3 separate regions of the Mus musculus genome follow, and all the other regions are linked to region 1. Evidence: chromatin contacts called from public promoter capture Hi-C data. All regions are on one chromosome and are shown on one strand. The core of a region is the stretch at or near the end of the contact, and the rest is flanking DNA. Distances in the headings are between cores, read along the strand shown. Region 1 holds the start of Fgl2 (fibrinogen-like protein 2). Region 2 holds the start of Lrrc17 (leucine rich repeat containing 17). Region 3 holds the start of Gsap (gamma-secretase activating protein).

What was found. Promoter capture Hi-C pulls out the DNA fragments that hold promoters and counts their contacts. Capture Hi-C pulls out chosen DNA fragments and counts their contacts.
Region 2: a promoter capture Hi-C map of neural stem cells shows a contact between it and region 1. The contact joins the promoter of Lrrc17 here to the promoter of Fgl2 in region 1. A contact is called at or near these places in 4 of 39 promoter capture datasets (the C10 cell line, embryonic stem cells, neural stem cells and 1 more), 1 of 484 Hi-C or Micro-C datasets (uterus), 1 of 115 datasets of contacts at active chromatin or transcription factors (embryonic stem cells) and 2 of 9 other capture datasets (adipose tissue and liver).
Region 3: a contact with region 1 is called in a promoter capture Hi-C map of liver. The contact joins the promoter of Gsap here to the promoter of Fgl2 in region 1. A contact is called at or near these places in 1 of 115 datasets of contacts at active chromatin or transcription factors (effector CD8 T cells) and 1 of 9 other capture datasets (liver).

Annotation. Positions count from the first base shown.
Region 1 is chr5:21,371,382-21,374,132 of GRCm38.p6, forward strand. Fgl2 (fibrinogen-like protein 2) reads left to right here and starts at 1,292. Exons shown (of 2, transcript NM_008013.4): 1 at 1,292-1,927. The coding sequence starts at 1,336. All of the region lies in intron 2 of Ccdc146 (coiled-coil domain containing 146), which reads right to left.
Region 2 is chr5:21,542,169-21,544,868 of GRCm38.p6, forward strand. Lrrc17 (leucine rich repeat containing 17) reads left to right here and starts at 1,359. Exons shown (of 4, transcript NM_028977.1): 1 at 1,359-1,551. It overlaps Fbxl13 (F-box and leucine-rich repeat protein 13), which reads right to left. Exons shown (of 21, transcript NM_001199632.1): 12 at 1,492-1,621.
Region 3 is chr5:21,184,819-21,187,588 of GRCm38.p6, forward strand. Gsap (gamma-secretase activating protein) reads left to right here and starts at 1,449. Exons shown (of 31, transcript NM_175437.3): 1 at 1,449-1,641. The coding sequence starts at 1,545.

The DNA of each region.
Region 1 (2,751 bases), core at 42-2,541:
CGGTTTGGATATCATGGGATGGAATGAGAAGGGAAAGTAGGAGCCCGAGAGTGCGGTAAGACAAGGCATAAGGCGTGTCTGACAAATTCTTCATACACACATTTCCCCTTTGCACATTCAGTCTGTATAGGTTATTTCTATAGGAGAAAAAAAATATTCAAATTCCTTGTGCACTGGTAACAGGCATGAAGGCTCAGCAAAGCCAATACGTGTTATGTCCAGTTGGAGACAGTGCCAGGGCCAACATTCCAGACTTCTCAGATAGAAAGTGCGCCTGCCTGCCCTGCTCTGAGAATTTGAAGAGAGTAGTTCAGTTAGAATTAAGAGGCAGTAGAGAAAAGTCTTGGGAAATCTGGTTAGAGATATAAATATGAGAACTGGACATGGTGGTACACACCTGTGATCTCTGTGTTTAGGAGGGAGAGGCAGAGAGATCAGGAGTTCAAGGCCAGCCTGAGCTACTTGAGACCCAGTCTAAATAAATAAGAGATAGATTACAGAGTGCCTTTAACTAGTACAGAGAAAGAATTTGGGTTTATCTGTGTCAGTTACGCTGAAATAATTTTTAAGTAATAAAATCCCTTTTAATAAGAAACCTTATGAGGTCAGTATGCACAATGAACTTAAGAGAGACCCCCAGCTCCTGAGCTGAGTGATGGGGAAGGACAGCCACTGCCTGTGATGTGTGAGTGACGTGCTTCCAAGTGTTTTAACCACTGACGATTACATAGCCTGCACAGTCAGGAGAAAACAGCCGTATTCTCTGCCAGTTCTCTTCCCTTTTACAAACAGATGAGAGACACACACAGAGAATCCATTTAAAGAGCGGACCTTTGTTCTGATTAGGGGCAATTTTAAGTACTTAAGAGTTCACACAAAGTCTAGCCTTCAAAAAGAAAACAGGTTCCCAAACTAGGGAGGAAACAGAATCATTTCCATTTTGGTGACATTTAGTGGGAAGAAGCTCACAGACATTTAGACGTTCCAACTCTTTCCCCACTAGTGGACCAAGTATATAATATGGTATCTTTTGGGCACTGGTATTACAACTGTTTTTTAAACAAAAGACTTTCCTTGTGCTTTACTAAAAACCCAGACGGTGAATCTTGAATACAATGCGTGGCACCCACGGCAGGCATTCTATTGTGCATAGTTTTGACTGACAGGAGATGACAGCATTTGGCTGGCTGCGCTTGCTGAGGACCCTCTCCTCCTGTGTGGCGTCTGAGACTGTGATGCAAATGCGCCCGCCCTTTTCTGGGAACTCAGAACGCCTGAGTCAGGCGGCGGTGGCTATTAAAGCGCCTGGTCAGGCTGGGCTGCCGCACTGCAAGGATGAGGCTTCCTGGTTGGTTGTGGCTGAGTTCTGCCGTCCTCGCTGCCTGCCGAGCGGTGGAGGAGCACAACCTGACTGAGGGGCTGGAGGATGCCAGCGCCCAGGCTGCCTGCCCCGCGAGGCTGGAGGGCAGCGGGAGGTGCGAGGGGAGCCAGTGCCCCTTCCAGCTCACCCTGCCCACGCTGACCATCCAGCTCCCGCGGCAGCTTGGCAGCATGGAGGAGGTGCTCAAAGAAGTGCGGACCCTCAAGGAAGCAGTGGACAGTCTGAAGAAATCCTGCCAGGACTGTAAGTTGCAGGCTGACGACCATCGAGATCCCGGCGGGAATGGAGGGAATGGAGCAGAGACAGCCGAGGACAGTAGAGTCCAGGAACTGGAGAGTCAGGTGAACAAGCTGTCCTCAGAGCTGAAGAATGCAAAGGACCAGATCCAGGGGCTGCAGGGGCGCCTGGAGACGCTCCATCTGGTAAATATGAACAACATTGAGAACTACGTGGACAACAAAGTGGCAAATCTAACCGTTGTGGTCAACAGTTTGGATGGCAAGTGTTCCAAGTGTCCCAGCCAAGAACACATGCAGTCACAGCCGGGTAGGTGTAATGAGGGTCATACAGTTTGTTCATGAAAGCTGTATAGCCAGATAGTGGCCATAAACATTAACCCGAGGGAGCATAAGTTAGTCAGACTTTCACCTGTTAAGTTATGGCAGGAGAAACAAGTGTTTTCTCAAATGAGACAACAGAAATGGTAAATGATCCACGTACAAAAATCCTATTAGTTGTACTCGTTAGAGACCGTCACTTGCAAGTCTCTAGACCTTCCCTGCTAGGTCGACCAACAGACGAGCAGAAACAGATTCCTCCCGGAATCTGAACACATATTTGAACACAGGACAGGTATGGCAAGGTTCCTGGCTCTGCTTGCTTAGGTCCCTGGGAATCAGATCTTGGGTGGCTGATGGGCTTTATAAGGCTTTCACAAACAATCTGCTGTGCTAGGTTCTCAAATATCTAGTGAGAATGGGAGATTTTTATACATGGAAGCATCTCTCCTCTCTCTCTCCTCTCTCCTCTCTCTTCTCTCTCTCTCTCTCTCTCTCTCTCTCTCTCTCTCTCTCTCTCTCTCTCTCTCCTCCCTCCCTCCCTCTCTCTCTCTTTGTGTGTGTGTGTGGTGGGGATGAGGACACGTGTAGAACTTCGGGGGTTGAGACTTAGTGCATATGCATCCTCACCATTCCAGTTAGTGAATGTTAACACTATTTAAGGTCACAGACCTAACAGCCTTCTGTGTCCGGATTCCTGGATTCCTAGGACCTTTGTGGATGGGTTGCCACACCCTCTGTGTTCATCCTGACTGTGAGGTCGATGGGACATAGTAGGGATAACTTTCATTTGGAATCTCTAGAGATGGTAGG
Region 2 (2,700 bases), core at 109-2,608, 170 kb after region 1:
TTTGGCTGGAGGAATTTTTTGAGCACACAAATTTCTCTCTGTACTTAGAAACACTTTTCTCTGTGGTAGGGGGGGTCTGTGTTTCCTAGGGTCTCATCTGAGGTAGTGTTCTACCCTCCCACAGATGAGACACTATCCTCTTTGATGAGATTGTGTCAAAGGGACAGCTCCCAGATCTGGGAGAAAGACATTCCTAGGCTGTAAAACCATAACAAAGCTTTTTAAAGCAGCTGCTCTCAACGGAAAGCAGAGAAAGAATGTACAATTCCTACAGTCCCAGGTTTTCTTAATAAGTACTTTAGAGACATCAGATGGCCAAGGTCAAAAAGCTATCAGAAATCCAGCCACAATGAGGAAAACAAGGGTACTTCCAACTTAAGTCCTGGTTGGTACTAATGCACGTCTGCACGCTAGTTCACGGAAGTATCCATTCTGTACATTTATTTCAACCTTAGACAAGTCTTCTCTTCTCACCTCTCATACCTAGAACACTAGGAAGTCATGTTCAGGGAACAGTGCAGCTGCATAAGAATTCCTTGCCCCGTGGTGTCCGCCTCCAGGTGCTTATCATGTGACCTACACCATAGGCTTCTAGGCAAAACTGGCCGGTTTATTCTACCACTTGGAACTTTGGTAAATGGGCACAAAACCCTCACAAGGAATCCACTGTATAAAGAGTGATGTCTCACCTAACACAAAAACAGCTCAATCATTGGCAACTACAGCTAGCTGGTTGTGGTTAGACATTTATTTTAACCAGCTCTCACCTGTGTGGCATTATGAAGAACATAGTATACTACTGAAGACATCAATATTGAGACACGAAGAAATGGGAGAAAATTGGTCACAGGAAGGATAGCTTAAGTCTATGGAAACTATAGATAGCAGAAGGAACTGTGGAAGAAGTAGCGAGTGCATCTGAATGCCATATATTTCACATGACTGCCTGCCCAACTTCCCCAATCCCTGTCCCTTCATCTTCAAACAGTTTCCCACCCGAATCTCACATCTTTGTAATATTTAGGATATGTATGTAATGCAGTTTTAAACATTTACGGTCCTTTATGTGGGACTTCTATTTCTCACATTTATTGCTTGTAGCATTTTACCCAGAGAAAAGCCCACGGGGGACCTAACTGCCTTGTCAGGAATCCTGTGTATCCCACCCCATTTGTTTGTATCTTAGTGGCTCTATAAAGTTTTGGAGATTTGGACTCTGCCCTCAAACTGTTCTCAGAAGTGGTCCGTTTCATCATCCAATGAGCTCTGCCTGTTTGTTGATGTGACGCGCCTGTGGACAGAAGCCAGGCGCCTATAGTAGCAATCCTGGAGAAAATTGAAGCAGCTGTGGCCATGTAATTTAAAACCTCAGCAGAGTGTTCTGTGCTCCACGCACAGCATTAGTGCAACATGAGGGCTGGATGCAGCTGGCTCTCGGGAGGACGTCCTCGCCTGCTGCAGGACAGAGAAGACTGAGACTGGGAGGCAAACCTGGGTGCAGCCGGAAAGGTCCAGATAGATGAGCTTGTGGCATCCGTTCCCCAAGTTCAGGTACTGTAAGCCTTTGTCGGTGAACTTTCGGCAGTAAGCCAGACTGAGGTTCTGTAAGTTGTGGAAGTACCTGGGGCGATGGGGCAGAGAGGGGAGGAAGGAGAGTCAAATACTTAGCTTTTCTCAAGTCTTTCTTGAGCCACTATGACAAAGAGACCGAAAGCTGTATTCATCGTGCACTCTGCTTGCAGATGTTCGGCAGTTTTACAGCTGCAGTCTCTCTTGCTGTTACGTGAAGGGGGTGTCAGTGATAGAGAAGATAATGCATGGCTGCATGTCAAAGGGAAAGAAAGGCTATCTGGGAGGATTCCATGAAACTTGATGGGGTAACACTTTTCTTGGCTGGAGGGTGGGTGGAGTCTTGCATGCATATTATTTGAAAGTCTGTTGCTGAAACCCAAGTTAGAGTTTACTCTCTAGTTTTTAGCTCTTACCTTTGCCAAACTACTACATGAACTGTTGAGAAAGATAAACATTTCATAAGCATTTTATGGAAAGTAGCTGTTCCATCATGGTGAGGAATCAGGGCAGAAAGAAGACAAAACCTTACGCAGCAAGCTAAGTGGGCAACACTTGAGACAAATAAAAAATGGGTCTGATTAAAAAAATGATTTAAAAGCCAGAGATTTCAACGTGCATGGCTTTGTGAGTAATGATGTCCTTAGGATAATTAAAAATAACGGTTCAGACTGATATGTACTCAGGAGTTAAACATAGGCTAAGAACATCGAGTAGCTAAGTGGGCAACACTTGAGACAAATAAAAATTACACAGGAGGCTGTCAATCTCACTGGAGTTGGAACAGGAAAGATGCCATTACCACAATGACCAAAATGAGAGCTTCCAGAAGAAAGGGGACCGGGCGGGCATGGGTTGGTTTAGGATGTGTCTGTTCCACCACGTAAGGGCTGGCATTTTCAGGACACTCTGTGGACAAGCTTCTAAGCCCTCCTCAGCATGGCATTCTTTAAAAATGTAAGGATTCTTGCTGCCTCCTTGTGCAATAACTACCAATACGCTCTTAGTCTGGAGTCTGCAACAGCTTAGCGGCCATCGAGTACTCTAGAAGGAGGCAGAGAATGCCCCTCCACCTCTCCTGATGCTTGCAAAGCAAGTTTATCTTAACATAAATGTGAAATAAGATATGCA
Region 3 (2,770 bases), core at 199-2,698, 190 kb before region 1:
ATCTCAAGACTCAGATTTGGTTTTTAATCTCAAAAGTCTACCTCAGGTGAAATGAAGTCCATTAGCAATGCCACTCTTGGGTTAAGAAGGTCACTGTGGGCTGTGCTGTAGAGGTTGTGTGGAACCAGGTCTGGGAGCAACTGGAGATTGTTCTAGGTTAGTGGTTCTCAACCAGTGAGTCTCGAAAGGGGTAGGTATTCTCTTTCATGGGGGTTATCTAAGACCTTCAGAAAACACATATTTACATTATGATTCATAACAGTAGCAAAATTACAATTAGGAAGTAACAGTGAAAAACATTTTTGTTTGGTTACAACATGAGGTGTATTAAACATGAGGTGTATTAAACATGAGGTGTATTAAACATGAGGTGTATTAAACATGAGGTGTATTAAACATGAGGTGTATTAAGCATGAGGTGTATTAAACATGAGGTGTATTAAACATGAGGTGTATTAAACATGAGGTGTATTAAACGGTGGCAGCATTAGGAAGGTTCAGAACCACTGAACAGAAGGAAGGTATGAATAACCAGAATCCGTATGAATAGCCAGATTAGTTGGGAGTTCAAGTTCTAGTTACCAGGCACCAGCACTGGGTAAAGACTAGGCAGTGTTCTGCTTTGAGATATGGAGCTGGCTGAGTGTTTGTTTTTGAGATCAGGACTCATTCTCTAGCCCAAGCTGGCCATGACCTCCAAGCTAGTCTCCTAAGTGCAAAGCTGATAGGCATGAGACATTATGTCGGCTAAGGCTATTTCAGTTTTAGCAACAGTAATTACCTGCTGTTGCTGTACAGAACGGATGGCATCTCACAGGGCCAAGTTTATTGAGCACTCCTCAAGCAGAGTAAGCCAGAGTGATAGAACGAAAACACCAGGCGTACTTATAGTGGAATAGATGGACTTGGGAAGGAACCCAAGAAGAATGAACGTGCCTATAGACAAACCTCGTGGGAGGCCACTTGCGGACAAGCCAGCTTCCTCAAGCATGACTGAAAGGTAAAGAGAACCCAGACTGTGCTAAGCTAACCGTCCTTAGTGTCATTTAACAGCACCCTGTAGTTTACCCACTCCCTGCTGCTGTTTATTACCTAAACACTATAGCTGAAACATCACCCTGTGCAGCAGAGCTAAGGAGAATTGGCCCGTATGCCAGCTGCCTTTGTGTAACCTCGAGTCTCCTCAGGTGACCTGGCCCTAGCTAAGTGGCTGCGTGGGGGAATGACCTGGGACTAAAGAAAACCTGCCCTCCGCTTCGCACGGCTGTCCCCAAGTCCAGTCTGGAAGCTGCTGGCTTTGTCACCCCTTCGGGCCCTGCCACAGTTCCCTGCCAGCGCCAGCGGCAGGGGAGGCGTTGTCTCTGGGGTAGGGAGAAGTGCTCCCCGGCGTAGGCCTGGAAGGGGCGGTGCTCGGGATCCTCGGGGCTGGACCGCCCAGAACCCTGAACCGAAAGCAGCCTGGGGAGGCGGGGAGGAAGGAGAGGTGGTTGTAGGCTGAGAGGTGTAAGCCCGCCCGGAATGCCCGCCGCTGCTGCTTGGGAGCCATGGCTCTGCGGCTGGTCACTCACTTCGATGTGCTGGAGGACGTGCTCCCGAGTCTGCTCACACAGGCGGCGACAACGGACGAAGGAGACAGAGCAGGTGCTGGACGCGGGTCCTGGAGGGGGCGGCCGGGGCTGGTCACCCGAAGTCCCATAGAGGCTCTGGGTTGAGGGGGCACCGTCCCTGCGGGCACATCTTGGGGCTGCCCAAGCCTGTGCAATGAGTGGTACCCAATGTGTCACCACAGAGAGGGGAGGGTGGGGTGGAGGTGGCGTAGCGGGATGGTTCCCTCTCGCTTGCCTCCTGGGCTCAGCTAGGATCAGGACAAAGTATAGGGTGACTTAACCAGCATGAATCGTGATGGTCAAAAAAGGACCATTTAAGTATCTTAGCAATTACATTGCTTGCCCCAGCGAGGATGCTGACCATTCTTAGCGTCAATATGTTTTTAAAAAGGAGAGTTCAGTGGTTTAACCTTTTTTCTTTTCTTTTCTCTTCTTTTTGTTAATAAGACGTTTTCTGTGTATCTGTGGAACAATCTGTATCTCTGATGGCTTAGGGGGAATTTCCCATCAGATGTGAGTAGAGAGGGTAGGGTGCTCTTTCAGGCTGCACGCAGGGAACTGAGGGTTCACGGGTTCTAAAGACAAAGCAGCAGCTTGCTCAAGAGCCATCAAGCACTCCCCTAAACCCACCCCACCCCACCTCACCTCACCCCTGCACGGCAAGCAGTACCAAGGCAGGGATATTCAGCTTCCTGCCTTCCCAGGTCAGTTGGAACTTGTTTCTGATGCTTGAGGCTCTTCTGGTGAGGAAGTGGAAAATGACTTTTGTGTGTTCCCAGAATTGATTCACTTAAAAGAAGAGCATCTGTAATTTAAGATATGTTTTTCTTTTCTTTTCTTTTCTTTTCTTTTCTTTTCTTTTCTTTTCTTTTCTTTTCTTTTCTTTTCTTTTTTCTCTCCTCTCCCCTCCCCTCCCCTCCCCTCCCCTCCCCTCCCCTACAGGTGGCTGTAGGATGGAAATGGAGTCAACAACAGCTTGAGGGGGAAGAGGCCAGGTTTCATTATTGTGCCTACTCTTGGTGCTGTGTTGAACTTTGGGAGTATGGTTTCTCCTGAAACAAAATGAGAAAATATTCACAAAAAATCAAAACAGTAACATAAATACTTTAACATCTCTAAATAGTAATTTAAAAGGAAACCATGTATATATTATCCAGCTACAA